Regions from separate parts of the Mus musculus genome. Here all the other regions are linked to region 1. The links are chromatin contacts, called in public Hi-C and promoter capture Hi-C maps. All regions are on one chromosome and are shown on one strand. Each heading gives the region's core, a stretch centred on a gene start, on an enhancer-like site or on the middle of the called end of the contact. The rest is flanking DNA. Distances are from core to core; before and after follow the strand shown.

Region 1 (4,053 bases), core at 782-3,281:
GGTCTATGAGGTGTAAATTCAAGGCAGATAGAATGCTTGAAATTGGTCCAGGAGAAGAAAGAGAAGGCCGAAGTTAGGTATCCGATCCTAAGTTAAGTAGTTGATGCTAAGGGTGAGAGATGCAAGGGGCTTAGGTGCTATATTACAGGGTAGAGTTACCTTCAGGGGACAAAGGCAGGCAGGCAAAGCTTGCAGCCTTTCCCCTCACATCTTGGCAGTACCTGGAAGATGCTGCACACTCAAGGGGAGGGGCTTCACCCTTCAGTTACGCCTGCAGGAAATACTCTCAGAGACCCACCCAGAGCCTTTCTCTTTGCTAATATCCTATGCAATCAGGTGACCGCTGAGACTAACTGGCACAGTCACAGATTCAGGCACTGACTTAGACTTTGAGTAAAGCAAGAATCTGTGGATCTTTAAAAAAATTTTTTTTTCTTTTTACATCAAGCACCCATTTAAGGGAGAATTTTCATTTTAGCCATTCACAGGACAGCTCACAGAAAGCATGGAGCAATATTTAGAGCCACACGACTGACTTTAATCTGGTGTCTGCAGGTTGCTAATCAGTATGTTTCTCAATTTCTCAGGCTCTCACTTTGTATTATAAAATGTGACTATAAATAGTATTGGCTTCAGAGAGGTTTTGTGATGACAGAAAATGTGTGAAAAGTGTGTGTTAGACGGCTTGGTGACATGCTCAAAAACAGCAAACACTTGTCTGCGGCAGATACTGCTCTAAATACTCGGCATATGTTAATTCCTGTAATTCCTGTAAGAATCCTATAACATTAAAGACATAGAAGCCAGAGCGTTTATGTGAATCACTCCAATAAATGTAAAGAGATACCAGTCAGCTGGAGCTGCATAGCAGCCAGCCCAGACCACTCACACATTGCAGATAGGAGAAGGTCAACCTTCTACTGGTACAACGTTACAGCACTGGCTTCTACCCAAGTTCCCAGAAGGGTTTGGTAAGCTAAGTGCGAGTCTGGATGTGAGCCGGAAGTCTGATGTTCTTTTTGGTCAAAGGAAGGATCGAGGATACCACAGTGGGAAGTGGTTCAGGAGGAAGAGGGAAAATGCCCTTACATTTGCGTTGGCCGTTTGTTTCCTCTCCGTGTATCCAGTCCAGGTTTCCCACTCACTCCTGTGCCTGCTGTCTACCCTTGGTAAATTATTCCTTCAAAGTTTAAATCCCACCCAGAAGAGATCTTTGGTTCAAGATGGTCCAAGGGAAGTCATGGTTCCTGTCTTAGACTCTCCTGTCATACAGATCTGTCCTCCTCCATGCAGATCTGTCCCAGCATTTGTCCCTCCCCAAAGCAGACAGCTGGTACCAGGTGCCCCTCCCCCCATGCTCACGTGATGTGACAGCTAAAGAATTACTGTGTTTTCTTCACAAGGGGGACTTATACTTCCTGCCCTGGCCTTGATCCAGAGTTGAGTTTTCTGGTGGAATCTGATGGATGCCTTCCTCTGTTAATTACTGGGTCTCTCATCCTTTATGTGTTTATAGTTTAGGATTTTATTATAGGCACATTTTGTATTATAAGTGGCCTCAAATCATTTTTAGAATTGGGCTTTGGAAATCATAAAAAATAAATAAAAAGTAACAAACCAGCGCGCCAGCCTTACCTCTTACAAATCGGTTAGATCTTCAACGACTCCGGGGTCTGCTCTGGGTTGTTTAAAGCTCTTCTCTAGGGAGAAGGTTCCAGGATGCGGGAAATGAAACTTAGCTTTTCAAAACGACCCATTCGGACTAGCTGGTTCTTGTAAGCGGAACCTATTCTCCAACATATCAACTGTGGCTCAACTCTAAATATGAGGGAACACACATACGGGTGAGCAAGACGGCCCTGGCAGCTCCGCTCAGCGGCGGTATGAATTACTTCCCCCAGACACAAACAACCCCATGGAAATCGGCAACAATTAGAGTAGCCATCCCATGACCTTGGGGGAACAAGACACAAACAAGGGAACTGAATGAAGACCAAAAGTAGCTGAACGTCGCCCTCTGCTGGCTAATCTGAGTGATTTCTGCTTTCTGTGGCAAAGCTCCTCTTTGTTCTGTCTGGTTCCTAGAAAACAACAGTGAAAGTGTCCTTCGCGGAATTTCTCTTGCTTCCGAACAGCATCCAGTTGCGCACGAGTCTTTGTTTCCTCGCACCCCAGATCATTCCTGCCACCCCAAGCCTGTCAGGATCACGTATGTAAGCAAGGCTCAGAGGTTTCTGGGCGGAGTTCTTATTTGTTTATGACAGGCAAGCTTCCTGAACACAAGCTAGCTGCTCTGGGTGGGGCGGAGAGCCAGTGTTCTCTAGGAGTCTTTGTCACTTCGTCTGCTCAGGACAAACTAATGTCACCTGCTCTGGGCTGGCACTGGGTGCCTAATTCTAACAGTCTAGGTTAAAGGTAACAGTGTAGGCACTCCAATTAGTAACCCTTCGATGACTCATACGTGACTTGTGGCTCAGGTGGCCGTCAAAAACAGAACAGCTTTAGAGTGCCAGCTCAGAGCTGTGGTGGTCGGACAGCTGGTTAGTTTTTCTCAACTAGATACAAACTGGAAGTCACCTGGAAGAGGGAACCTTAACTGGGGAATTGTCCCCACTAGCTGGGCCTGTTAGCATGTTCCTGGGGGGCATTTTCTTGATTAATAATCAATGTGGGTGGTGTCACCTCTGAGCAGGTGGTCCTCAGTTATAGAAGGAAAACAAGCTGAACAGGCCACGGGGAAAGTCAGTAAACCCCATCCTCCCATAACTCATAAAGGAAACACTTTACTGACTGCCTGCGTCTCAGGGACTCCCATCCCAGTACTCTAACGGCCCCTCCACATCTGCTTAACTCTTCCCTGTGGGGTTTTCATCATAAGATACAGCACAAGATGCAGTTGTTTGGTTCCCCATCTGGCTTCAATGATAACGAAGGCAGGAGCGTCCTTCTCTGTGATGTAGCCCAGTTTCCAAAGCACAGCAAGCTACTTACCCGCTTTGTTCCCTGGATTCTCTAGCTGTAAAGTGGGGGTGAAAAGCAGTAGCTATCACAAGATTTGCATCCCTGGGTTGGTATTTGTGAAGTGCTCAGAACAGTTCCTGAAGTACACTCAAGAGCTATACAAATGTTTTCTGTCCTTAGCATAACTGCTGCCACACCACCACCACCACCACCACCATAATCCTTGTTACTATTATCTGTTCAGGTAGCAAAATAGCACACAGGAAGACAGACCAGAAACGGCGGGATATATCGAGGCACCCACGAAGCCCATAGGAATAGGGACTGCCAGGGACTACTTCATACCTAGAAATCTTATTATACGCCTTTTCTTTTAAATGTACTTAGAGACTCAGCAGGCAAAGGTGCTTGCCAGACAAGCCCGGTGACCTGAGTTTGAGCCCTGGAAGGGTGTACAGGAAGAAGCAGAGAACTGACACCCAAAGTTGTCTTCTGACCTCCATCAGCCTGCCCAAACACACACAGCATGTAATGCACACACACACACACACACACACACACACACACACACACACACACACACACACACACACACACATTCCTTCTCTGCATCAGGAGCAAGCTCTGCCCAGAGCTTTGGAATTTTGTAGTAAGCTACTGTAGTCCAAGCAGCACTTACAGTCATCACTGGCAAAAGACTCTCTGCCTGCCATGTATTAGCTGTGGGATGGTTTGACTATGTGTGATGGTTTGTATATCCTTGGACCAGGGAGTGGCACCATCTGGAGATGTGGCCTTGTTGGAATAGGTGTGACCTGGTTGGAATAGGTGTGTCACTGTGGGTGTGGGCATAAGATCCTCACCCTAGTTGCCTGGAAGTCAGTCTTCCACTAGCAGCCTTTGGATGAAGATGTAGAACTCTCAGATCTGCCTGCACCATGCCTGCCTGGATACTGCCATGCTCCCACCTTGATGATAATGGACTGAACCTCTGAATCTGTAAGCCAGCCCCAATTAAATGTTGTTTTATTAAGACTTGCCTTGGTCATGGTGTCTGTTCACAGCAGTAAAACCCTAACTAAGACACTATGT
Region 2 (4,053 bases), core at 589-3,088, 2.0 Mb before region 1:
TTGTGGTGATGGAATCTAAGCCAAGTCTTAATGGTTTGTGGGCGTGGGGCAAAGATTACAGAATAACAGAGGAGATAGAAGAGCAAAGATAAAGAAAGGAAAAGAGTGTGAGAATTTACTTCGTAGTCGAATAGAACTTGAGGGCAGGGGCAGATCGAAGGCAGAGGGAGGAGGAATTCAGAGGGTTTGCAAATCGAAGCTTACTCTGTGGCAGTGTAGAGGAGACTAGGACGTTGCAACTGTTCAGCAAAGAGATAATGAGAGCTGGAACTAGGAAAATGTGGACTAGAAAGGCAATGGTCTGAAAGATAGTAGCGATAAGGATCTGGGTGATTTACCCACTGGTTGGACACTAGGAAAGAAGAGGGTGAGTAAACAGGTCTGAAGCATTAAATAATTTTACACTTGAGTTTCTCTTGGACCAGACAGAAAGGAAATTGAATGTAAGGCCAATGATCAGGACAGATATAAATCTAGAAATCAATCCGAGCAACAAGGTGACTTAATCCGTGTCAGAAATCACTAAAGCGAAACCCGGAGAGTACAAAGAAGCAAAGGAGTCGAAACAGAACCTTCAGGAAACACCTGCGTTTTTGAAAGAGGAGAGAAGGAAGAAAGGTTATTTTGTAACCCGGATGGTCAGAGAGATAAGACTTAAGTGGTGAGGCATTAAAAGCAAGAGGTTTCAGATAGCTCGATATTGCTGAACGGACAAATACGAAATTTACTGTGGCCACAGAGGTCACATCCAAGCTCCTCAACTCTGCCGCCACCTGCTGAAGTGGCACAAAAGAAAGACATGTGCTTTTGCAAGAGAAACCCACCTGTCATTTTACCCACAGTTAGCCTGCCAATCAGCCATTGCAACTCATTACAACATCTAGTCTTCACTAAATTAAAAAAAAAAAATCACTTTTGCATTGTACACTTCTTTCCTTCATGGGCTTTTAAGATAACTATTATTAATCACGTTCTTAGCTTTGCTTGGCCTCCTTCATTTTGAGTGTCCTGCTTAGTTGCTGGGGTACTGAATTAGAGGAGTAATTCAGGAGTTAGATTAGTGTTTGCTAACTTCTTCCAAGCCTTTGTGCAAAAGTTCAAGCTACGTGTGCAAAAGTAGAAGGACGATATATACATATTAGAGTTGTGTATATGCGCTAATGAAAGTAAAACTCTCACATGGTCGTCAAAGGTTCGAGTCATTTAGCTGTTGTTCATTTCCTAGTTTTTGTTTTGTTTTGTTTTGTTGTCATTTTCTCGAGGGCAGAAGAATATTTTCACTGTTCACCCAGGCATTCGGTACCGACCTGGGGGCAAGTCTCATTCTGTCAGCTCTCAGGAAAAAAAAAAAATCTTCAGGAAGAGAATGGCAAAGCACTCACGAGTCTCAAGGACTGGGCAGCCCACCGACGAGGTAGGGTTGGCCAAAGGTCTTGCGGAACACAGAACGCCTGGAACCTGCGTGGCCTTTACAGAATAGGACTACAAGTCCCAGAACGCAGGGCGCTACTAGGCAGAAATCTAGCAAGGCGCCTGCGCGTAGGTCTGTAGTCAAGCTGGAGGAAGCGGTGCACCTTGGGACTAGTAGTTCCTAGGTGGCAACTCCTGGGGTCGGAGGTGGATCGAAGGGACAGCTCCCTGCCCAGTCCCGCCTTTTGTCCACGTCCCGCTTCTCTGGGCCAATGCTAGGTCCTGTAGCTGCGGCCAGCCCCTCTCCGAGGCTGTCTCCATTGGTCCCGAGGCTATCTCACTTCGGCTCTACCCGGAAGTAGCCTTGGAGAGGCGGTTTCCTAGACTACGACACCGGAAAGCTGGGGGCGGTGCTCCGAGCCGTGGAGGGCGGAGGGTGGTGGCAGCGCTGGCGCTGGGGGACCGGCTCGGTGACTTCGGCAAACAGTTTGGCGCCGGCGGCCGCCAGCCTCACTCCACAGTCCGCCCTCGACACGGCTCGCAGCCTCCTCGCCGCCGGCAGCCCGCAATGTGGCCCACCGTGCCGGTGTAGCAGCTGCGCGTGCGCGGAACCGCGGGGCCATGAGCAAAGCCGGCGGCTGCCGGGGCTGTGGGTGCCGGGTCCCCCAGCGAGCGTCATGGAGCCTGGTGGCAGCGACGGCCGCGCTCTGTCTGGTGTTGGCCACGTCCGTGTGCACGGCAGGGGCCGCGCCCATGAGTAGGGAAGAGAAGCAGAAGCTTGGGTAAGGGTGCGTGGCTGTCCGGGTGGGTTTCCTCGCGCGGCTGCCAGCAGTGGAGGTGCCTGTCATTGCGCCCCCGGCGCACTGTGGACTTTTTCTGTGGTGACTGTAACAGCTGGTGAGGCTGGAGGACCTCGGTGCGGTGGACGGGGTCCAGGACGATGGGAGCTGATCCCCGGGATGTGACCTCGGGGGCTGTCGAGTGTCTCCTGGGCAGCCTGTGACATATGTAGTGTTGTGTCAGCGCCTCTGCCATGTCAGGGGCTGGTGGAGGGGCTACCGCCTGGGTGGCGGAGGCAGGGTTGGATGTCTCACCCAAGTGAGCTCCCAGCGGGAAAATGTTGCGGTGCTTACACCTGTTAAAGGAAAAGGGGCGTTCACCGGAACTTGAACTTTTCAGACTTCACTATCCCCCTTGCTGTGTTTTCTTTCCTAAATGGCACTTGTGAGCTAGAGCAGGCGATTTGATGCTATTCAGAGGCCTCGATTAAGTGTACCCCCTTAGAGTAGTTTTATGAGGCTTAAAAGTGTTCCAAAACACTATTTATAGCATTTAATCCAGTAATTCGAATACATCCGAAGTGGCACAAGTGACTAAGAACGAAGTGGAGAATCTCTGGATTTTGGCAAAACCGTGAAGTTAAGTGAGAGGAGAGGAAATGTGTGCCTGTCAGTAGCACGGCGAGTTGACTGCGAAAGATGCTTATTAAAACAGTGAAGTGGGTGGGTTTTGCTTGTCTGGTAGGTTAGCACAGAACACTAGAATGCACTGCTGATTAGTGAAGAGGTGAGAAAACTGGTGGGGATGTAAACCACGTGACTTATTGACACCAACTCCAGAATTTTAAATTGTGCTTGCTCTTTGATTCATTTCTTTCTCTGGAGAATCTATCCTACAGAAGTAAAGACACAATTAGAGATAAGTGTATAAAGGGGTGCATTTTGACAGAACAGAACAGGCTGGGGGGGGGTGTCATACATTTAGAAAGAGTTCTGTACTAAAGCAAGTTGTAGGTTAATATATAAATAGAAAGCATATTATTTTATAAGAAAAAATAGTTGCCTGAACTCAGGAAAAAATAACAGGTAACTTATCCCACAAAGGGAGGTGGAGCCATTAGGTTCTGACGTAGATACTTCTTTACTTCCGCCATTGCAAAAGAACTATACTAATTTTTAAATCACAGAGCAAATAAAAATGTGAGTAAAAGAAGATGAAGTGTTATCTATTCAAACAAAATTACCAGTGAATTCTAGACTCTTGCCTTTTCCTTTATAAGTTTAATGTATTATTTTGTGACATTTTAATGATGTTCCCACTTTGTTGGCATTTAACTCATGCCATCTCTAAAACTGTTATTCCATCGCGAGGTGGATGCTATCTCCACTGTGCAAATGAGGACATTGAGATTCAGGGTTAACTTGCTCAGAGTCTCAAAGCGGGTCAGGTTTGTGGTTTTTGGTTACATTTATATTTTTAACCTATGTCTGATCTCACAGTTCACAGTCTGTACAGTGCTGTACTTCCTTAAGATTTGGGGGAGGGGAAGTATTTCTATTATGGCTGCAAATATTTTCTTTGACATTCTTATTAAAATTTCTATATGAGTCATTGACTTGCCAGCCCCAGGTTCAGTCTCAAAAAAACCAAGCTGTACCCCCTGCGCCCGCCCTCTCCACCCCACCCCCCTCCAACCCTCCCATTCCACCCTCCACCCCTCCCCCCACTTTCCACCCCCCACTGGAATTGTGAACAGCTGCTCAGTTGCTTACACTCAAATATCTGATCATATGTAGTCTTTCAGGGAAAATATTTTTCAGGATAAGTGATCTTGCTAATATTTTTAGTTAACAGAGAATATAA
Region 3 (4,053 bases), core at 847-3,346, 1.8 Mb after region 1:
TGCTCTCCATCTTAAGGTAGAACTAAGTGTATCCTTTTAATCTACTCTGCTGACCTATTTCTTCCAGTTATCACATTGTCTTAGTGAAGACACACTATGATCATGGCAACTCTTATAAAGGAAAATATTTCATTGGAGCTGGCTTACAGGTTAGTTCATTATCATCATGGTGGGAAGCATGGTGGCACGCAGGCAGACATGGTACTGAAGAAGTAGCTGAGAGTTCTACATCTGGGTCCACAGGCATCAGGAAGAGAACAGTGAGTCTCTAGACCTGGCTTGAACTTCTGAAACCTCAAAGCCCACCCCTTACCCCACAACTCTCCCACTCCCCCACCCCATGACATATGTCCTCCAACAAGGCCACACCCACCCAAGGCCACACCCACTTCAACAAGGCCACACCTCGTAATAGTGCCATTCTCTACCGGCCTATGGGGGCCAGTTTTATTCAAACCACTATGCATGTTATAAGGTGTGCATTTGTCCTTGTTTTTCCTTTTGTGGAGGGACTAATAGTGGAAACATTCTCTATTCTCAAAGAATGTTCGTGAAAGTCAGACCCAAGCCATTTAACTTCTTCCTGTTTCTCATTGTTCACTTATCCTGTTCAAAGTTCTGTTGAAAGTTTAATCCTAAATGGTCAATCAATAACCATTCTTTGTAGTTCTTTGTTATTAGCCTTATGTTTATTAGTGTTTTTATTAGTTTTAAGCTACTAGTGATAAATGACTACACATGAGTGTGTGTCTCTACCATATTTAGAACATACTAGCCACTGCTGATACCAAAATCACATCCCTCATTATCTTAGTTAGGGTTTCTATTGCTGTGAAGAGACATCATGACCACAACTCTTATTAAAGAAAGCATTTAATTGGGGCTGGCTTACAGTTTCAGCGGGTTAGTCCATTTTCATCATGGTGGAAGTATGGCAGCACGAAGGCAGACGTGGTGCTGGAGAGGCAGCTGAGAGGTGTACATCTCAGATCTACAGGGAGCAGGAAGAGTGAGCCACTGGGTTTGGGTTGAGCTTTTGAAAGCTCATTGACACACTTCCTCCAACAAGGCCCTATCTCCTAATCTTTCACAAGTAGTACCACTTCCCGATAACCACGCGTTCGAGTATATGAGCCTATTGGGGCCACTCTTACTCAAATCACCACACTCATCTTAAAGATAAATAATAGTTTATTCTGGAGTCACTTCGAGTGACTACAAATTTAGGTTACCCCAAATTCCAAGTTCCAATGTGGAAACAGTTTCATAGTTTTACAGAACAAAGAAAGTCATAAATCAAAGCAAACTAAAAATACATTGGCGGGTACACAGAGAAGCAGTAACACTGAGACGGGGAAAACTTTCCTACAGGCCCAAGAAGATAGTTGACGACATTCTTAGCTTTTGGGTTGGTGAAAGCTACTACTACTACTAGCACCACTACTAGTACTACTAGTAACAACACACACACACACACACACACACACACACACACACACACACACACACACACACACACAGTTGATGTGAGACACCCCAAAAACTGAGAGCAGTTTCTTCAAGCGACATTCCACATTGGGGTTCTCAAATTCCTGCAGGAGAGAGTACCAAAACGTGCTTTTCGTAAAAACTGATAGCAAATGTACACGGTCTGCGTGTAGACGTAATGAACTTTGTGTATGCATACACTTTTTCTTTTTGACAGTGTGCTGGACGTGGAAAGATCTGTTCCTTTCCGGCAGAGCTATAGAACTGGGTTTCACTTCAAGAAGCACAGGCACAACTGAGATGAGACGATGCAGGTTTGGGGGCCTGGTGAGGCACAACTGAGATGAGATGATGCAGGTTTGGGGGCCTGGTGATGCCTTCTCTCAAAGCGCTGGGAAATGAGGGGGCAGCAAGTTTGGAAAACAAAACACTGATGGGAGAGAGTCATCTAACCATTTAGACACACGGTGGGGCAGTGAAGGAAGGTTTCCATCTGTTGGTGACTCGCTATTTTAAGTCAGAGTGGGTGGTTAGGAAACGGCGGAACCTTTGTCCTCAGCTCTCTGTTTCCCGCGACTCTACTCTAGCAGCTACACTAATGGACCGCCTCCTTCCCTTTCCCCTGGGGGCCCTATCCGGGTGAGTTCCGGAGTTTGTGACTCCGAAGTCCCCCCCAAAACCACGAGCGACGTCCCCTGTCTGTCACCGAGGCCCGTATCTCCATCCCGCACCGCGGCCGCCGCAACCCACGCTAGCGGAGCAGGCGGGGCCCCGTATCCACCGGCGCGTGCCCGGGTGCGCGTCCGACCCGCCGAGCTCGCGCCCCGCTTCACCTCCCAGCTCCCGTCCCAGCCGCACGCGCCGCGCCGCCGGCTTCCCCTCATCTTCCAGCCGAGCGGCCTCCAGACCCCGCACCGTTGGAGCGACCCGGGCGAAGCCCGAGGGGAAACCGGGGGAGGACGGGGCGGTCCTGTGCGCCCGGGTAGGCGGAGTGGCAGAATCACCTGAGACCGCCAGACAGCTCACTGCGTTCCCACTCCCGCTCGAGCTCCGCACCCGGACCGGTGGATCAGGCCCGGGAACCCGCGCCACACCGGGGAGGACCGGCCACAGCGAGCTAGTGAACATGGCCACACCGTTCCTACCCTCGGGGGCCACCACAGGCGACAGCGGTGGGGAACTGAGCTCCGGGGACGACTCTGGTGATATGGAATCCTTCCAGACCCCCGAGGCCGAGGGGACCCGGAGTTTGGCCGAGCTGTTTGAGAAGGCTGCCGCACACGTCCAAGGCCTGGTTCAGGTAGCCAGCCGGGAGCAGCTCCTGTACCTGTATGCCAGGTTCAAGCAGGTAAAAGATGGGTGGATGAGAGGACGTGGGCTGTTTCCTCCAAAAACTTAGTAGCAGATTGCGTGGCTAATGGTCGAGCGTAATGAAGTTTGTATGTGTGTGTTTGTTGTTTTTGTTTTTTACCCTGGAGAATAGCATCATTCTGGACATGGAATAATCTCTCTGATATCCAACGAATATTTATGTAGCCGGGCACTGAATGACAATGTTTCAGTGGCCTTGCCTCTGAACCTTTACAAAATGAGGATGATAAAATAAAATTTGGCATTCGCTGTTGCCAGAAGGACATGTGATAGGAAACATGGTAATGTTAATAATAAGTTTGAAATTTAAGAGAACATTACTGTGTATAAGATGCTAACAATATTACTATTATGATTCTTAGGAACTCTAAATATAGTTGTTATGTTTTTGGCTGAATTTGGTCCTGCTAGATATAGTCCCTCCACATTTTTAAAATTAAGGGCTCCATGCAGGTAACATGGAGGTCTGGTGATGAACTAACTCTCCACTCAGCTTCCTGAATCACTTTCATTTCCAAATAGAAAACCCAGGGGAGTAGGCAGTTTAGAAAGTTACATGGATATATCAGAATTAAAGTGTAGTTTTTGTCTCTAAAACTGAATTTTACCCGATAAAGTAAGGACAGGTTTGAGTTATAAACATAAGACTAATTTATCTTTCAAGGTTAGGTACCAGAAGGAAAGACTATTGCCTTCCTTCAGTGGACAGATACAGTTCAGCAGAACACTGGGTGTTCTGTCTATAGAGAATGCAAAGATGAAAGAACATCATGACACTGCCTTTAAGAAGCTTACAGGATTAGTTAAGGAATCTAGATGCAAATGTGAAAAGAAAATCGATGATTAGGAAAATAGGAAAACCCCAGCTCTTTGGAACTTTGAAAGAAATGACGTTCTGGATAGTAGTCTCTTTTATTTTATTAGAATAAAAAAATGCTTATGGTATAGTTACATATATTTCTCCTGAACTCTTTTTTTTTTAAGGTAGTCATGAGAACCCTCCTGTATTTCTAATTATGTTTTTATTGAGTTTGTGTGTGTCAGTGTAGGTCAGAGGACAACTTGCAGGAGTTGGCTCTCTCCTTTAACCATGTGGGTCCTAGGGATTCAGCTAAGGTTGTCAGGCTTGGTAGCAAGCACGGTTGGCTACACACTGAACTGTCCTGTAGTCTTGAACTTGAGATTCTGGGTAGA
Region 4 (4,053 bases), core at 783-3,282, 1.5 Mb after region 1:
CAGGTTACCAGCAAGCTTATTTTCTCCTGGCATGCTCTTTAGAGGGCAGGGAGGAGACTGGGGAGGGTGGTTACTGGAGCATGGGCAGTAAACCCCGAGGAAGGAAATAATGCCAGTTTTTCTATTCCCATTTTTAGGGTGAGCAAAACAAGGCCTCAAACAATCCAATGCAAAATGTGAACCATGGTGAAAAGCAGTGTAATTCCCCAACCCTGGGCTAAAGGAGGCCCCAGAGGAGAATGGCAGTGTTGGCTAATGGTCAGTACTCTTCCTTGTGGATGACGGACCTGTCCCTGTAATAGAATGTGTCGCTGCCTGCCAGCTTCATGCCAACCCTAGTGAAAAAGTGTTAGACTAGAGTCAAGCTGTACTCGAAAGAAGTAATAGTGACAGTCACAAACGATAAGCTATCTGCTCTATGTCAAGCAAAGGCTTTTCAAACATGTCAACACTCTCTAAAATAATATATTTATATTATGTCTGTGATAGAATGTTATTTTATATAAATAAAGATATTTATTTATTATATAATATATAAATAAAAATATTATTTTTAACAGATGGAGAACTGAGGCATAGAGAAATTACATCACGTAGATGCCCTGGGGGAGACAAGCTTGTAACCAGAACCTTTCCATTCCAAGCCAGGACTCTCCGAGAACAGTGAGCCTTTAACCGCACCCCTTGTTCTCAGGTAAGACCTGAGTCCGCAGAGGTCCCAAGACTCACTAGAATTATACGGCCCCTTGGTGGCCTGGCTGATTCCAATAGCTTTACAGAGAATGACGTGACAACTGTTTTACTCCCTGTATAAGCTACTGTGTCTTAGTGACTACTCAGAACACTCAGAAGTCACCCTAGTCTACCTGTGTCCCATAGGAAGTAAACTCTCAGCGTGTAAGAATTTGGGCATAGAGTATATATTAGAGGTTAATTATTCCCTTCTCACAATAGGGATCCACCATAAGATGTTCTTAAAGGTAAGTCTCTTAAAGTAATTCATTATAATTATTAAATTAACATGTTTTTCAGAATATACATATTTTATGAAGCAAGATACATATATAACACAGAATTTCACAGCAGTAAATCTGTGAAGTTTAGGGATAGTAGAAGTCATTTTCTCTACTAGATCATCTGGAGCAGCGGTTCTTGGCATCACGGGGTCGCATATCAGATATACTGCATATCAGATATTCACATTATGATTCGTAACAGTAGCAAGATTACGGTCATTAAGTAGCAACGAAAATAATTTTATGGTTGGAGATCACCACATGATAAACTTAAACTGTACTAAAGGGTCGCAGCATTAAGACTGAGAATCACTGATCGAAAATGTACTAGGTTTCTCTTTGTGGCTCAGCTACCTCTTCTCTGAGATCCAATCCAGAAGCCCAGGTTGTAATGTGAGCTTTTAGAAAAATTGATGGGTCAACCCTGGAGCTTCGCTCTAGACTTGTCCGCAGACCTTAAGGAATGAGACAGTCGGGACTGAAGGCCTCCGGACGACCTTCCTGGAAGATGTCGTAACTCCTAGCACCGATGCTCTAACTCAGAAAAAAACCTGGAATGAAAATGGACAGGAAGGGCGAGCCTCCACGACCCTTCCAGCTCTGCGGCGGCCGGAGGTCGGGTGTCCCCGGGTGTGCCCCGCCACCCCGCCCGGGTCCTCTCGGTACTCACTGAGAGCGGCGCGCGGGCTTGGCCGCCGCCTCCATCCCCTCCATCCCTCGGAGAGGCGAGGCCCTGCCCCACTCTCCCCGTCCGGGGCCGCTGCAGAGTCCCGGGCCGGACTCGCCCTGAATTCGGGCGGGCGGACGGGAGTGTGGCCCGCAGGCCTCGTCCCCGGAGCGTGTCCCGCCCCGGGTCCCACGAGGCGAGGCCGGGCTGGCAGGAGTGCGCGGCGCCCCTGGCCCCGCTGGGCGCCTGGAGCCGTAGCGACCGCTACTTCATAGCTTTGCTTGAAGGTGAAAGGCCCAGCCAGCGGCCTCGCGGGCCGGCCTGGGAAGAGAGGGCGAGGAAGGCGAGAGGAGGGGCGGCGGAAGGGGCTGGAGGAGCCGCGACCTCGGCCTGTCCCCACCCCCCAGCCTCCCGCGGCCTCCCAGGGTCGTGGCCACTCGACCCGGGCGCACGCCGGGAGCCCAGAGCCTCCTCGGCTCCGCTCCACTCCTGGAGCCAGGGCCGCCTAGACGGCCGGAGGATGCGCCCTGAATTTGGGGCTCACTGGCTGCCACGGGGCCGTTGTCCCGGGCGCCGATCAGCTCCCTCCCCGGGGACACGGGCGCGAAAGCGGAGGGGCGCCCGGGTGACTCGGGGGCGCAGCCGGAGCGCAAAAGGCGACAAGCTTCAGCCGACTCCACCGGCTCCGCTGGAGCGAGAAGCTGAGGACCGGACTTTGTGTGGAGAACGTTTCGGGATGGGTCGGTGGGCTTCTCCGCAGGGCCGCCCCATCACCCTTGGGCGCCCTCTTAGGTCAAGATCATTCAAGGTTCGTTGAGGCCTTGGGGTAAGCTGGCGTTGACTGCTCATCCGGAGCCACCAAGAGCTGGGCCTGCATTGCCAGCTGCTTGGGGAAGGGACCGCTTCTGGGGCAGTGGAGGATTCCCGAACAGACCTGGGTACAGGCCTCCGTGAAGGAGCCACCAAATGGCTGGCAATTGTGCCCAAATCCATGGAGCTTCCTCTTTCTAACCAGGAGGTGACTAAGTCTCTCCAATGTCCAAACCCATTTTGACTATTCCCCTACCCCCAAAGGAACAGTAAGAAGAACCAGGACATTTCAGACGTCTCTGAAAAGAGAAAGTGGTCTCTCTTCTTTCTTTGGCCAACAAGTTTCACTTACTTAATCTTTTGTGCTGCTAGATGGCCGGTGTAGCTACTGGAAAGGATGCACAAAGCTAAGGTCCTAGCAGAGCACAGGAGAGAGAGGGCAGTTCTACCCCTTGTGCGGGTGTAATCCTGTAGTCCCAGTTGTTCAGAGATTAAAGCAGGAGGATCCTGCTGCAAGTTCGAGGCCAGCCTAGGCAATTTAGTGAGACATGTTCTCAAAAGGAAAAGGGGAGAAATGGGCTGAGGATGTAGGGATGGGTGTAGAGAATTTGCCTATTGTGCAAGAGGCCCTGGGTTCAAACCGAGTCCCATGGAAACAGAAAGGATGTCTATCTCCCTTTAAGGGAGCTGGATGGGGGAGGGAACACCGAGGCAGGCAATCTGGTCTGAGCCGCACCCTGGGAAACTGACAGTAGATTGGCCCAGGACCGGTTTAGGAACCAAGGGGTTTATCCTGGGCAAACCCTGTGTAAGTGAGCAGGTTCAAGGCTCACGGCTCTGTGGAGCAGGGTCTGAAGCGTCTTCCTGCCATGTTCGCAGAGTAAGTTCCTCCACAAGGCACTTTCTGCTCTGGTTTAGTGCTGATCGATCACCATACACTGACAACTCAGTCCCTAGAGTGGCTGCCTCTTGCTGCAACCTCAAGATTCAGAACTATTGTCCCTTTGTACAAATGAGGTGACCAATCGGAACAAAGCTGGTAAATGGCAGGTCTTCAAGAACCCCCGACGGACACGATATTGAGTGTGGTGGTTGGCGTCTGCAGCAGAACATGAAATATTTCGTTTTTGAAAATTCAGATCGAGGGGTTAGAAAGATGCCTCAGTAAGAGCACCTGCTGCTGCTCTTGCAGGGGACTGGAGTTGGGTTCCCAGCACTCATGTGTGTGTGTGTGTGTGTGTGTGTGTGTGTGTGTGTGTGTGTGTATGTGTGTTTGTGTGTGTATGTGTGTGTGTTTGTATGTGTGTTTGTGTGTGTATGTGTGTTTGTGTGTGTATATGTGTGTATGTGTGTGTATGTGTGTGTGTGTGTGTGTGTGTGTGTGTGTGTGTGTGTGTGTGTGTGTGTGTTGGAGTTGGCTGGGCTTCTTACTCCAGCTTCAGGGAGTCTGATGCCCCCTTCTGACTTCCAGGGGTACCTTCACACACATGGCATACACACAAATAAAAATAAAAATCTTAAAAAACAAAAAACCTTCAAGTCAGGTGGTGATTCATGCCT
Region 5 (4,053 bases), core at 940-3,439, 1.4 Mb after region 1:
ACCACTGAGCCATCTCTCTAGATCCTTCATCTCTAATCTAAATAATGCACGTCATAAAAGCACATTACAACTTCATTTACTACAAAAAAAGTCCTTTTAAAAGGCTAACAAATTCATACACCTACTTAACTTTTAAACCTTAATTTAGATTTTGCATAATCTTTAAACCCTGTACTTTACATCCGTAGAGAAGTTCAAACTTCTAAAAGCTGCAAAATCATTCACATAGACATCTAAGTGACTTTCCGTGGAAGAGCCCACACTCATGTCTTGAGGTTGTGCCTGCCCCTTTCCTATACAACTCACTCTCTATATACTTAGTAAATGTGCTAACTTGACTTCACCATAGTTTATCCTGAAAATTTGTGGTATAGGCAAGATTGTGGCCATGCACCAGTGGAGGTCTGTAACACCCAAAGGAATGACTGGTAGCCACAGTGTTGGGCTGTATCTCCCTGCTGCTACTGACCCCTCTACCCCAGCTCTCTTTTCTGGCCTGAGAGGCTGCCCTGCTTGTCTACATCACTGATCCTTCCTGCCTTTAGCCACTGTTTAGGAGCCTCCCAGCCCAGCCCCACACACCCACAAAATACGCTGGTATCTCAGCTCTGCTATCTAGGCTGTGCATTTCTCCAGTTACCTGTGCCCTCTCATTATCTGGAATTGAATACTCCTCTCCACAGGCCTGGGAGCTCCTTGGGGACAAGAGTATTCATCTCGGAGTCCTTAGTGCCCTGAGCAGAGTAAAGAAGCTCAGGTGTGCTGGATTTTGCCAATACTTTGTACACTGTAGGAGAAAGATGTTACTATGGTATCCATCCAGAGACAGGACAGTCAACAATTAAGAACCTGGCTTGACACGGCTTCTGGGACTAGCAGAGCTGAGGTTTGACCTTCAAGGATCAGGCTCATCTGCTCTTCCACTTACATGCCATTGTCAATGAACATTTTATCTCTGAATTTCAGTAGGTAGGTAGCCAAAGCCTGCAACTCTCCCGGCAGCTCCCCTTCCCGACACCTGCCACCCACCGCTCCTTCAGGAGTTCAGAGAAGCCTGGCGTCTTTGACTTTTGCTTCTCACTTCTCTTCTCCTCCCTTCCTCTATCATGTCCTCTTGCTGTCCTCTAAACAACAGCTTCCTTCAGGGGTCCCTGACGGCATTGGGGCCTCAGAGTTCACATAACATTCCTCCTACTCCACCCCTACACATCCTGGCTGTCCTAGAACTAGCTCATTAGACCAGACTGGCCTCAGACTCATAGAGATCCATCTGCCTCTGCCCCTTGAGTGCGGGTCTTAATGGTGTGTGCCACCACCACCTTACATCTTAAAGATGAGGAATTGAATGGGGGACTTCAGGTTCAAAGGGAATTTGTTTGATGCAAGCTCCAAGGAGACTAAAGAATTTGGCTAAGTCACGTAACCTCTCGGAGTCCAAGCTCATTCATAAAATGAAGATGATAAATAATAGGAATGTGACAGTGAGATAACTTAGAATCCTGTCCAATGCTCAGTCACTGCTCAGTGATTATCAATAATCAAAGGTCACAGTTCTCATCCAAGAAGTTACGCACAGTGTGTCTAATTGTGCCATATAAAATGCTCTGGATGTTCTGCAATCGTAGTTGAAAGGAAGTGATCCCGTCTGGCTCCTTCTTTGCTTTCAGAATGAAGTACAAATGTCCGGGATCTGTGGATCTGTGTGTCTGGGGTTGTGTGACCCTGTACAGGAAAGAATGAAGTCTCTAACAAATTAGAAACAGTAGGATCGTCCTCCAAAAGAGTATTGATTGAGGATGTTTATACAGCCTTTACACACTGCATGACCTAAGACCTTACCATAATCAGATCTTTTGAGAATCCTTTAGTGCAAGACGATGATTAGATGGGCATGTAAATCACAGGGAGTTAAAAGCAAGTATTAAAAGTAGAGAAAAGGTAAAAGGTCTATGCAAATCAGACACAGCAACAGCTTTCTTAAAATCCTCATTGCCTTCTCCAGGCAGCAGAAGACCGCCCCCACTATCCAGAGCCCCGCCTCTCGGGCCTAGTGACGCAAGCTAGGCTCCGCCCCTCTCCGGCGCAGGGCCTGGGCGATCTGGGTCACGTGAGCCTGAGTGCGGAAGTGAGGCTGCGGTACGCGTCCATGATTGGTAGTGGCGAAGGTTCTGGGGGCGGGGCCAGACGCCGGAGGTGCCGGGGGAGGAGGCTGCCGTGGGGGCCGGCTTGGAGTGGGATTCGACCCGCGGCGCTGACCGACTGCTGGACCGACGGCCGACGGGCACCCGGGTCTGCGCGCACTGCTGCTCCGGGTCGCCCCGGCCGAGGCGCTGGCCACGGTAGACCTCAGGGAGGGCTCGGGCTGCCGGGCCGGGCGCCATGTCCATGGAGGACCCCTTCTTTGTAGTGAAGGGGTGAGTGTGGGCCGAGGACTCCCGCCTCAGAGAGAGGGGAGGGAAATCGAGGCAGGGCGACACAGCCTCTGTGCTCGGACACCGCGCGTCGTTTGGGGCCGGGCCCCTGGGGTCCCACTATCGGCCCGCACCGCCACTTCCTCGGGGTCGCGCGCCGCAGGTGGGGAGCGACGCGCCGGAGCCGGCCGACAGCATCTGGGCAGGAAAAGGGAAATGGCCCTCTTGGAGTGGGCGTGCGCGGGGGCGAGCTCCATTGTGGAGTCGTGGAGCTAGCTCGGGACGGCCACCCCGCGGCTTGCCCGGTAGTGTCCAGCGGGTGCGGGAGCCGGTGCGGGAGGACGCGCGCTTTCCCGGGGGAGGAAAAGTCCTCCAGGCCGGGTGCTGATGTTGGAAGGAAAACAATATGCAATCAGCCAAACCAAACTTTCCGAGGGTTTCTTGTGAGCCACCGGGGTTTTCCCACCGTGTCGAAGGAAATGAGTGTTTCTATTGAACTCCTTGGTTTCATCCTGGGTGTTTGACAGGTTTCCCTCACTTCACGTTCTGCCTTTTTAGAAGCCTACTGCCCTCGTTTTGCGACAGAACTGTCCTGACTCCATCTTTGTTTATCTGTTGGGAGATGAAAACATCAATTGCACTTTGTTGTATCAACTTTGTAGCCATTACACAAAAGCAAGAAAGCGCAATTATGATGTCGCAACTTATTTCTAATAATGTGTCAGTTTTATGCTTTGAATGTCAGAGAAATGTCAAAAATCTGAGAACTGCGAAGTTAAGACAGAGTAAGTTCTACTGACTGCAAAGTGTTCTTTGCTTTTAACTAGTTGCTACTTGCATCTTACTTGTATAGTGGTAAAAGCTGACCAGTTGTGTGGGTGTTTGTTTTTGTATTTAAGAGTCCTGGGAAACTTAAAATGAGATACTTTACTATCCTTGGTGTGTACAGTCAATGCACAATCAAATATATTATGACTGCTTTTTTTTTTTTTTTTGGCTTTTTGAGACAGAGTTTCTCTGTGTAACTCCCTTGAACTCACTGAGATCTGCCTGCCTCTGCTTCCTGAGTGCTGGGATTAAAGGCCAGCTTGGCTAAGATTGTCTCTACGTTTCCTTAAAAGGGTTTTTCTTTTGCCTTGCTTTAATTTAGTCGGGGAATAGGAAGGTATATATTTAACAGTAAAATCTGCCTACCTGGAAATTGTGTTCTATATTATGGAATTGATTAAGATTTTAGTTGGTTTTGTTTTTAAATTTAGAGTTAGAGTTGTATACTTTTCCCTTGAATGGAAGGGTTTTCTTGGGTTTTTGTCTTATTTTGTGGAGTGGTAAGTGAATGTTGTGGCATGCATGTGGAAATCAGAGGACAACTTGCAGGAACTTCTCCTCTTTCACTGCGTGGGTCTCAGGGATCTAACTCAAGTCTCAGGCTTGGCCGCAGGCACCTTTGTCTGCTGAGCCATCTCACCAGCCCCAGAACTGAAGTTTTTGACATTCAGGTTGCAAAGGTTATCTCTGGCAGTGAGTAGATAGCAGAGGTAACCAGCGGATTTCTCTGTTCGCCTTTGAGGGAAACATGGAAAGTTCTTTATTGCTCAGCCATATTGGTATTTACCCCTGCAAGTCTACTAGCACTTACTTT
Region 6 (4,053 bases), core at 751-3,250, 1.4 Mb after region 1:
CTTTATACAACAAAGACTGGAGTCACCTTATCTACAAAGCCATAAGGTCCTTCCACTTAGAGCTCGTCTGTAAACTTTGTTTCATTAAACACTTTTTAAAAGCACTGTGTAGTAAGTTCTGAGCTAGAGCTTTTAAAAAATATATCTTTTCTCTATAAACTCCGTATTTCCAAGCTTGAACTCTTCTGTGAAGTTCAGCAAGCTTTTTTTCCCCTGTGGGGAATTGAAGGTCCCTTAATGTTCTGCTTTCCCAGAGTAATCACAGGGTAGAAGCGCTTCTTCTGTGCCAGAGAAAGGATGGGGAGGGAGAAAAATAATACAAGTCTCTACTCCAGACGAACTCCCTCTAGTCTGAGGAAATCCTGTGAGAAAACGCCACTCCGCGCCCCGGTGCGGTCGTAGCTTTCATGAGAGAGAGGTGTGTGTAAAGTCCCTCTCTCCCCCAAGATCGAACGGGGAACTCCCCTTCCTCGAGCCTTTCTGCAGCTTCCTTTTCTGTGCTGCTGGCAGAGGAAAGTCCCTGTCTGCACCCCCAAAGTCTCAAGCCCCGGGGAAGGGGTGGTGCATTCCAGAATCACAGAACAGTCTCAACACAAGACAAACTTACACACGGACACACACAGATACAAAAGTTAACGATCGATCGTCCTCTTCCAATAAGCCTCCAACTCTAGGTCTCAGGATGAGACTCGAGAGCCACGGCCCAGCCGGGCTGCCCCTTCTGGGGCGATGTGCTGCCCGGCAGCAACCAGTCTCCCCTACGCGCCCAGCGCCTACGGTCTCGGCTCGTCCTCGCGGCCGGGAGAGGCCCCGGCCGCACTTCGGGGACTCCCGCTGCTCAAGCTCCAGCCACTCGGGTCCCGGGGGCTCAGAAGGCCACGATGGCTGTGCTCCAGGGGCTCATGTCTCTCAGCACCGGCTTGTCGCAGCAGATCTGCCCCGGCTCGGCGGCTTCCGGGCCGCCCTCCTCCGCCTCCTCTTCCTCTCGGCCGCCTGCGGGGCTTTTCCGTAGGAGTCCCGAGAAGCTAGACCCGAAGATGCTGATGAGGTTTGCCACGTTCCCGGTCTCCATCTCCTCGTCGGTGTCGTCCTCGCCGGTGACTGGCTGCTCCTCCGAGTTCCGGCGCGGCTTCTTGAGAGGGGTAGAGCCGGGTGCCGAGCAGCTCGCGCGGCCGCCACCCACTCCCGCTGCGCCACGCTTCCTGGGACACGGGGCGGGTGGCGCGGGGGACCCGTCCTCGGAGGACCGCTCCTCCACGGCCGGGGGACAGCCGCACGGGCGGCGCACTGCCCGGGGCCCCTCGGGGCACGCGTCCGAGCCACCTCCTGAAGACGCCGCGCGCGGACGCTCCACGCGGCCCCAAGCAGCTGCCGCCGAGTCCTCCTCTCCGCCCCGGAGAGCTTCCCCCGATCCGGCCACCGCGGCCACCGGTTCTGAGCTTCCCGCTCCGGGCGTGTGGCACACGGAGGGACGCTGAGGCTGAGGCTGCGGCTGAGGCTCGGGCTCCGGCCAGGCGGCACGGGCGACCGGCGGGGGCGGCTCTCCCCAGCCGGAGGGTGGCCCGGCTACAGGCTCTCCAGGCTGCTGAGGCGGCGGCACCGCCGGGGTCCCCGCAGGGCCAGCCAGGTAGAGGCCAGGGCAGGGGTCACTCAGGTAGACTTGGCGGGCGCTGCGCAGCACCAACGACACCAAGAGGTTCTTGTGCAGCTTGATGCCGCCGCGCTGGACCCGCGAGTTGTAGATCTTGCCCAGGGAGATGCTGACGATGCGGTGAGCCTCCAGCTTGAACTCCATCCTGCCTTCGCTTCCAGACGATAGGGTGAACGCCTGCTTGCCTTCTGAAGCTGCGAGAGGAGCTGTAGGCGGGATCAGGTCTTCCTCTGTGGTTGTACCCTCGGCGTCTGAAAGCTCGGTGGAGAAAAGACCTGGTGACGCGTAGTCCCCCTCCGCCGCTTCCCTTCAGACAACAGAACCGTTCTGAGCCGGACTCTAAACTGAGCGCTGCGGGGCCACACTGCACCTTATATATGCTCCTCGAACGCCAATCACAAAGCGCCGCTAACCGTTCTGGGCGGGCAGATGTGCCTCGTGCTCCGCCCCCGACCAATCAGAGGCAGAGGAGGGGCCCCAGGGCCTGTTCAAACGTTAGTCCCGCGGAGCAAGCTCTTAAAGGGGGAGATTGCAGGCAGCCCATTGATCATGTGCGGTGGGATTTGTGTTCAGAGGCGTTGATAGAGGAGAACGAGGCCCACAGAACTGTATGTAGTAAGGGATTCCGCTTTGTGATGTACCTTAGCACACTGACTGGAACTTTCATTCGTTTAGTGTGCTGGAATCTACTGCACAATAAAATTCAGTTCCTTTCATACACAATTTCCAGCTGCTCATAGCTGTTTCAGCTGTAATTTCTGGTCATTCTTGGCAGAAATGGAAGCGATGACAATATATGACAACTAGCACGATATATTTGAGATATTATGTTGGAGTTAGCCCCTTTCCCATTAGCGTTATACTCAGCATTTAACTACAAACAAAAGGGAACGTTCTAGAAATACCCAAGCTTCTGCCTTATGAAGGAACAGAATTCAGGTACAACGTTGTTTGTTCTCACCTAAAGCTGGCATCTTTCATTTCGTTCCCCAGATTCTCAGTTATCACATATTTTAAATGGAAGATGTTACCTATTTCTCCACAATGGTTTTCTTTGTTTGTCTGTTTGTTTAATACCCCCCCCCCACACACACACACAATAAGTAACTGATCTATTTTGGGGGAAATCTAGTAAGTTCTAAAAATACAAATAAGTTCTGGTTTCCCATGTTGATTATGTAAATTGTTTTTTGTCAAGTATGGGGGGAGGGTTCCTAAAATTTTTCTGGTCAGTCAATGTAGTCCCATCCACTGAGTCTTGCAAATCCCTGTCAGAAGGACCATGACAAGATTGTACTGGTGCCTGATGGCTCTGTAAATTGCCTTATGGCCCTGAAGTTTCAAATATAAAATGAAGAAATCACAGATACACCTTCTTTATTACACAGAAGATAAATGGCAACTCTCAGAGTCAATCTAAATAATAAAGTTAACCACAGCTTACACGGTGTCTATGTGAAAGGTTTGCCTGACCCTACAATAGGTTTGGCCATTTACATGGAAGAAATACTAGTGAGAGGTAGGCTTGATTAAGAGCCAGTTCACAACCAGGATGCCTTCAGATCTGATGGTTTGGGGGATGCTAACTTTGGCCACTATTACTGCTACAACTGAAGCCCAGAGTCCCTCCCTTCTAGGAATTCTCAGCCCACATAGAGAAGGAGAGAAAATAATTATAACATGTAGCAACAGCAACATATGTTCAGTAATAGCATGAGGTTCTTCTCCGTTTTCTCTCTTGGAAAATCTTTTTTATTTTATTTTATTTTTTGACAAATATTTATTGGGTATTGAAATCCAAGACCACATCTAGATCCTGACCACTCACCCTTAAAGCAACAGAGTTGTCCCTACTTCATCTTCAGGTTTCCTAAGAAGAGCAGACCAGTGAGGCTCTGATGGGGCCCAGTGCATTACAAGTGAGAGTGTATCAGGTAATGCTGCATCTCACAGACAGATTTATCGATGCCGCGTAGTAAGTAGCACTTGAACGAGTGTACAGACATATCCCATGTTCCTGTCTAACACAGCTCGCTTAAATTTACAGGCCAACTGACGATCCGTCTGGGGTGGAGTCAGTGAGCTGTCTGATAGCCATGGGCAGGTTCAGGACCTGGTCCTTTCAAAGCTTTGTTTGTTTCATCAGCGCTTCTTTTTAAAATATTTATTTATTTACTTACTTGCCTGCTTATTTATTTATTTATTTATTTATTTATTTATTTATTTATTTATAGAGAGGGTTTTTTTCGTTCTGTCCTGTAGTCCTGTTCTGGAACTAGCTCTGTAGACCAAGCTAGACTTGAACTCAGAGATCTGCCTGCCGCTGCCTCCCCAGTGCTGGGACTAAAGTTGTGCATCACTATTCCCACTGAGCATTCTGATTTTATTAAAACAAAAACAAA
Region 7 (4,053 bases), core at 733-3,232, 1.3 Mb after region 1:
CCCTGGCCTAGCCAGCCCAGCTGGGTTCCCCCAGAGCCTCACAGTAGAATGCTGTTGGCTTTCATTACAGCAGCTGACACCTAAGAAGAGAAAATTATCCATCTCCAGTCTCTCACCACGTTCCCAACCATGAGGTAGTGAGGTAATGGGGGAGCCCTTGACAGGGGAAAGATGGCAGCTTAGCATTTCCCCACTCAGCCCAGTGAGACACGGCCCCTAACAGTAAGAAGTGATTAATTTTTTTTTAAAGGCAAAGATGTGAAACTGGAAATGAGGCATACATTTTCACATGCTGTCTTTAAGAGGACATGATAGTTCTGTATCCCAAAAAGTCCACCACACCTGGCCAGACAAGATGATATTCTATGATTTGTGCATCTATTCATATGGGAGAACAAAGACAGGAAACGGTTAAAATCATCAAGATGGGCTGCCAGTGTAGATCTGTTGGTAACTGCTTGCTGAGCATGTACCACCCAAGAGTTCTCTCCCCAGCATGTGGTCACGTCCATAAACCCTAGCACTCCAGTAGAGGCAGGAGGATTAGAAACTGTCATCCACAGGGAACTGGAGAGATGGCTCAGTAGTTAAGAGCACTGGCTGCTTTTCCAGAGGACCTGAGTTCACTTCCCAGCACCCACAGGGCAGCTCACAGTTCCAGGGGACCCAACACCCTCAGAAACATAAAAGCAGGCAAAACATGAAATAAAAATAAAATAAAATAAAAAGTCATCCTCAATTTCTCAGCTAGTCCATGCCAATCTGGAAAACATTAGACACGCCCGTCCCCTCCCCCCCACTCCCCCAAAAAAGAAAAGAAAATATCATCAATATTTTCCCAGAATTCCAGCACACAGGATGATGAAAAGGACAAGGGTGAGAAGAGCGGAAGTCCAAGGATGACAATGGCTACCAAGGTAGCATCAAGGGACCAGCACAGACTGTGAACACAGACTTCCCTAAGAGCTTCAGGCCTCTGCCTGAGAAACTTGTGTCGCTCACTCTCCTTTTGACTTTGACTGGGGGAGGGGAACAGCCATGTCACGGTGACATCATCACCTTCCAAGAACCACTGATTCAGCTGCTGAGGCCCCAGGCTGGACTCACTTCCTCCAGCCAGAAGGCAGGGGGGGGGGGCAGGACTGTGGGCCTGTTCTCGTCAGTCCCCACCCCCACACAGTGCAGATCAGCTTCTTGCCCACAACCACGCCATGTGGGGCTGCCTGCCTTGTTCAGCAACCCCACCAGCAACCCCAGCTGACCAACCAAGGGTCCTGGGGAGAGGCAGAAATCTTTCTTTCCTCCTTGTGAACCAGGAGCTGGCTCACAGGGACAAGGCTGGGATGCAAGAAACGGGAAAGGGCTAAGCCAGATGAAGCCGAGGCTAGGAGAATACGTGTAAGAGCAGGCTAAGGCTGAGACAAACTGAAACCTTCAATTGTGACCACTTCACAGCCACAAGTTGGTCCAAATTGGATGTCACCTAGGGGTCGGCAGATATGGACCACTGTCTTCGCTAAAGAGTGAAAATATCTCCACAGCTGAACTAGACGCTCGAGAACAGAGCAAAAGGAGACCATCTTGCCTTAGTGAGAACTTCCTCCTGGCCGCTGCTGCTCCAGCTGAGTCCTAAGTGCCCTCCCCAAGCCGCTTCTCTATTATGACAACTCAAGGTAGAACCCGTCCACCCTACATCAGCATCTGCCTTGCCTTTGTGTTAAACTGAATGTTCTCACACTATCATCTGCTCTGATGAATAAGAAAACAAGCCCCGTGGGTAGTCCCGTGGTTTTATAGCATGGTGAAGCTCCTCTAGTTCTCACACAATCTGCCACATCTTAACCTTTTATTATATTGATGTTCTAAGTGCTAACCTAACCCTGGGCAAACATCTCCATCCTACAAACCAGAACACCATGATCTGAGAGGTGAAGGGAGTTGTCCAGGGCACCCAGCTGGTGAGTGGTAGAGCCACGCTCGAAGCCAGCTCCAAGAAGTGAGGTCTTTCCACATGGGTGCTCTGACTCAAAGCTAGATCCTCCTCTGCCTCTGAGTCAGCAAGTGTAAAATTAGAATTTCACTCGGCAGTCATCAAGTCTTAAGGTGAGGGTAAGTGGGTTGGGGACTTGAAGGTTGTCCAGATTTGTGACCAAAACAGATGCCCAAGTCTCCTACACAGCGTCCTGGCTTCTGCTTGGAGGTACCAAATCCAGGAAGTCTCCTGGTTCAGCATGTGCTAGCTTCAGATCAGTAGACAGCTTGCTAGAACTGGAGATTAAATGTCCCTATATGGTCCATGAACTGTCTCTGCTCTTGGGAGCCATAAAGGACTGGTGTCACCCCAAATGCCCTTTCTCCAGACTGCATTCTCAGGTCTCTCTATTTACTCCTCTGTGGATTTTTCTCACCGCTGTGTCTCTGTGTGAGGTCTGTTTTTGTCTGTTCAACCTCCAAGTGCGGCTCCAATGAGCTGTGATGAACTGAAGCAGCAGCACCACCTTCAGAAGCCAGCCAACCAGCTCACAGGAGAACCGGACCAGATCACACTCAGTATGCCGTGGGATTGTTTGACCTTATCGTGAATGAAAGCCCTTAAATGCCCGTCTCACATGCTGTCCCGGAGCCACATCCTCGCCTGCGGCTTGTCCAGCTGGGTTTGGGACACACATGACTTGTTCCCAGCGTGCAGACAATGCCTAACAAATGTTCCTGGCTGGCTAGCTGCTCCCTGTCACCAGACTCCTTGAGCTCAGCCCTATCTTCCCTCAGGACCCAGCTCTGGATCTCCACTTGGAAATGCTGCCAAGGGCTCCCCCTGGCCCAATAAGCTCATGACAGAGTCCTGACTCCTCACACCCAGCCTCCTTATGTATTTCCAGAGACCACTTGGAAAGTTTAGTCTGAGGCAAGCTACAGGAAAGCAAAGCCCTTTTCTCTGCTGAAGCACAATTTGCTTGTGTTTCCAAAGTGTTAGGCTGCTATGGAAAGACATGGAGGGAGTCACAGAGACCCATATGTGAAGTGGAGCATAGCCTCTCAACTTCCTACTTCCTGTGAAGGGCTGTTACTACCCCCTTGACATTCCACCCTGAGGCTCTGGGTAGCAGGTAGGGCCCATGGCACCTTCCTCCTCGTGTCTTCTGAGCCTCCTGCCAGGTTTTCCAGTCTTCTATCCTCGGGGCCTAAGCTCCTTTCTTCCTGAATTAACTCTTCTCAGTGCTGAGACTGAACGCTTTGCTTTATGCTCTCTCAAGTGCCCAAGCTGCACTTCTAGATAGAGACAAAGGATCTCCTTGAAAAATGGGAAGCCTTCTCTCTCTCTCTCTCTCTCTCTCTCTCTCTCTCTCTCTCTCTCTCTCTCTCTCTCAGCACCCAGGCTCTGAGAATATTAAGCATTCACTAGCTAGGGAGCGGGCAGGGTGGGAGGGGGGAATCAAGTTTGAAATGCAAAGCTGAGCAAGACGTCTTTGTTCTAGACTGTCTGGGGCTCTCCTGAAACCACAGCCAGCCCATTGAGTCAGTGAAGGAGGGGTAACTTGATTCCTGAGAGTGAAAACGGATTGTTTTCCTATCTCGGAAGTAATTTCACTTCTTTCGCATCGTTTCCCAAGGCAGAATCTCCAAGGGCTGGATGCTTTTGCCTCCTGCTCATCCATTCTTCCTTCTCACCCTTAGCCCCTCCACACAGCTGCATTCTTTTCTCTTCCAGACCTCTGCTTGTCTGCTCAGGAATGCGCTTCTAAGTTAGCTGTTGGGACTCGGGCTTTATTCGTTTGTCATCCCATCTTGTGGCACCAAGGTCACACTGCTGAAGTGTGCAGGCATCCCTGTGCTTTCTATCCGGGCATTCATTAGCATATGTGAATGCCAATGGATTTACAGTTCTTTTCGCTCTAGCTTCTTTGCTCTTCATCCTCTTACTATGGGTTCAGAAGTGGAGTGTTCCTTTGTGACAAGAGTCTAGCCCAGTCTAGCCCAGGCTGGCCACTTAAGAGAGATCAAGGATGATGCCTCTACTGTGGGCCTAAGATTCAAAGTGGCACTTGCCAGATG

What was found. Promoter capture Hi-C pulls out the DNA fragments that hold promoters and counts their contacts. A called contact is a pair of places that touch in the nucleus more often than the background predicts.
Region 2: a contact with region 1 is called in a promoter capture Hi-C map of pre-B cells, with 6 times the contacts expected there. The contact joins the promoter of Edem3 here to the promoter of Rnasel in region 1. A contact is called at or near these places in 2 of 39 promoter capture datasets (the C10 cell line and pre-B cells), 1 of 484 Hi-C or Micro-C datasets (CD4 T cells) and 1 of 9 other capture datasets (adipose tissue).
Region 3: a Hi-C map of B cells shows a contact between it and region 1, with 6 read pairs. The contact joins the promoter of Acbd6 here to the promoter of Rnasel in region 1. A contact is called at or near these places in 1 of 39 promoter capture datasets (neutrophils), 2 of 484 Hi-C or Micro-C datasets (B cells and regulatory T cells) and 1 of 115 datasets of contacts at active chromatin or transcription factors (astrocytes).
Region 4: a promoter capture Hi-C map of the 3T3-L1 cell line shows a contact between it and region 1, with 2.5 times the contacts expected there. The contact joins the promoter of BC034090 here to the promoter of Rnasel in region 1.
Region 5: a promoter capture Hi-C map of liver shows a contact between it and region 1, with 2.2 times the contacts expected there. The contact joins the promoter of Stx6 here to the promoter of Rnasel in region 1. A contact is called at or near these places in 4 of 39 promoter capture datasets (embryonic stem cells, liver and stem cell-derived epiblast-like cells), 1 of 484 Hi-C or Micro-C datasets (CD4 T cells), 1 of 115 datasets of contacts at active chromatin or transcription factors (embryonic stem cells) and 2 of 9 other capture datasets (adipose tissue and liver).
Region 6: a contact with region 1 is called in a Hi-C map of CD8 T cells, with 5 times the contacts expected there. The contact joins the promoter of Ier5 here to the promoter of Rnasel in region 1. A contact is called at or near these places in 2 of 39 promoter capture datasets (the 3T3-L1 cell line and liver), 2 of 484 Hi-C or Micro-C datasets (CD8 T cells and muscle stem cells), 1 of 115 datasets of contacts at active chromatin or transcription factors (pancreatic cancer cells) and 2 of 9 other capture datasets (adipose tissue and liver).
Region 7: a contact with region 1 is called in a promoter capture Hi-C map of neutrophils, with 5 times the contacts expected there. The contact joins the enhancer-like site here to the promoter of Rnasel in region 1. A contact is called at or near these places in 2 of 39 promoter capture datasets (neutrophils and pre-B cells), 1 of 115 datasets of contacts at active chromatin or transcription factors (embryonic stem cells) and 1 of 9 other capture datasets (liver).

Annotation. Positions count from the first base shown.
Region 1 is chr1:153,747,395-153,751,447 of GRCm38.p6, forward strand. It overlaps Rnasel (ribonuclease L (2', 5'-oligoisoadenylate synthetase-dependent)), which reads left to right and starts at 2,032. Exons shown (of 9, transcript NM_011882.2): 1 at 2,032-2,213.
Region 2 is chr1:151,753,536-151,757,588 of GRCm38.p6, forward strand. It overlaps Edem3 (ER degradation enhancer, mannosidase alpha-like 3), which reads left to right and starts at 1,839. Exons shown (of 20, transcript NM_001039644.2): 1 at 1,839-2,192. The coding sequence starts at 2,032. 2810414N06Rik (RIKEN cDNA 2810414N06 gene) reads right to left here and starts at 1,483. Exons shown (of 2, transcript NR_151475.1): 1 at 1,308-1,483.
Region 3 is chr1:155,556,024-155,560,076 of GRCm38.p6, forward strand. It overlaps Acbd6 (acyl-Coenzyme A binding domain containing 6), which reads left to right and starts at 2,097. Exons shown (of 8, transcript NM_028250.3): 1 at 2,097-2,836. The coding sequence starts at 2,615.
Region 4 is chr1:155,242,500-155,246,552 of GRCm38.p6, forward strand. It overlaps BC034090 (cDNA sequence BC034090), which reads right to left and starts at 2,033. Exons shown (of 10, transcript NM_001370865.1): 1 at 1,687-2,033. The coding sequence starts at 1,730. Gm31102 (a long non-coding RNA gene) reads left to right here and starts at 630. Exons shown (of 4, transcript XR_878641.3): 1 at 630-980.
Region 5 is chr1:155,156,514-155,160,566 of GRCm38.p6, forward strand. It overlaps Stx6 (syntaxin 6), which reads left to right and starts at 2,190. Exons shown (of 8, transcript NM_021433.3): 1 at 2,190-2,414. The coding sequence starts at 2,380.
Region 6 is chr1:155,097,636-155,101,688 of GRCm38.p6, forward strand. Ier5 (immediate early response 5) reads right to left here and starts at 2,001. Exons shown (of 1, transcript NM_010500.2): 1 at 1-2,001. The coding sequence starts at 1,795. The coding sequence ends at 869.
Region 7 is chr1:155,049,304-155,053,356 of GRCm38.p6, forward strand. All of the region lies in intron 2 of Gm41980 (a long non-coding RNA gene), which reads right to left. Among named protein-coding and RNA genes, the nearest start is that of Gm41979, 3.5 kb to the left of the region's middle. Within about 2 kb of position 1,983, at least 166 of the 459 cell types and tissues checked have an H3K27ac peak or open chromatin away from gene starts, as enhancers often do. A contact at or near this core is called in neutrophils and pre-B cells, where this site is marked.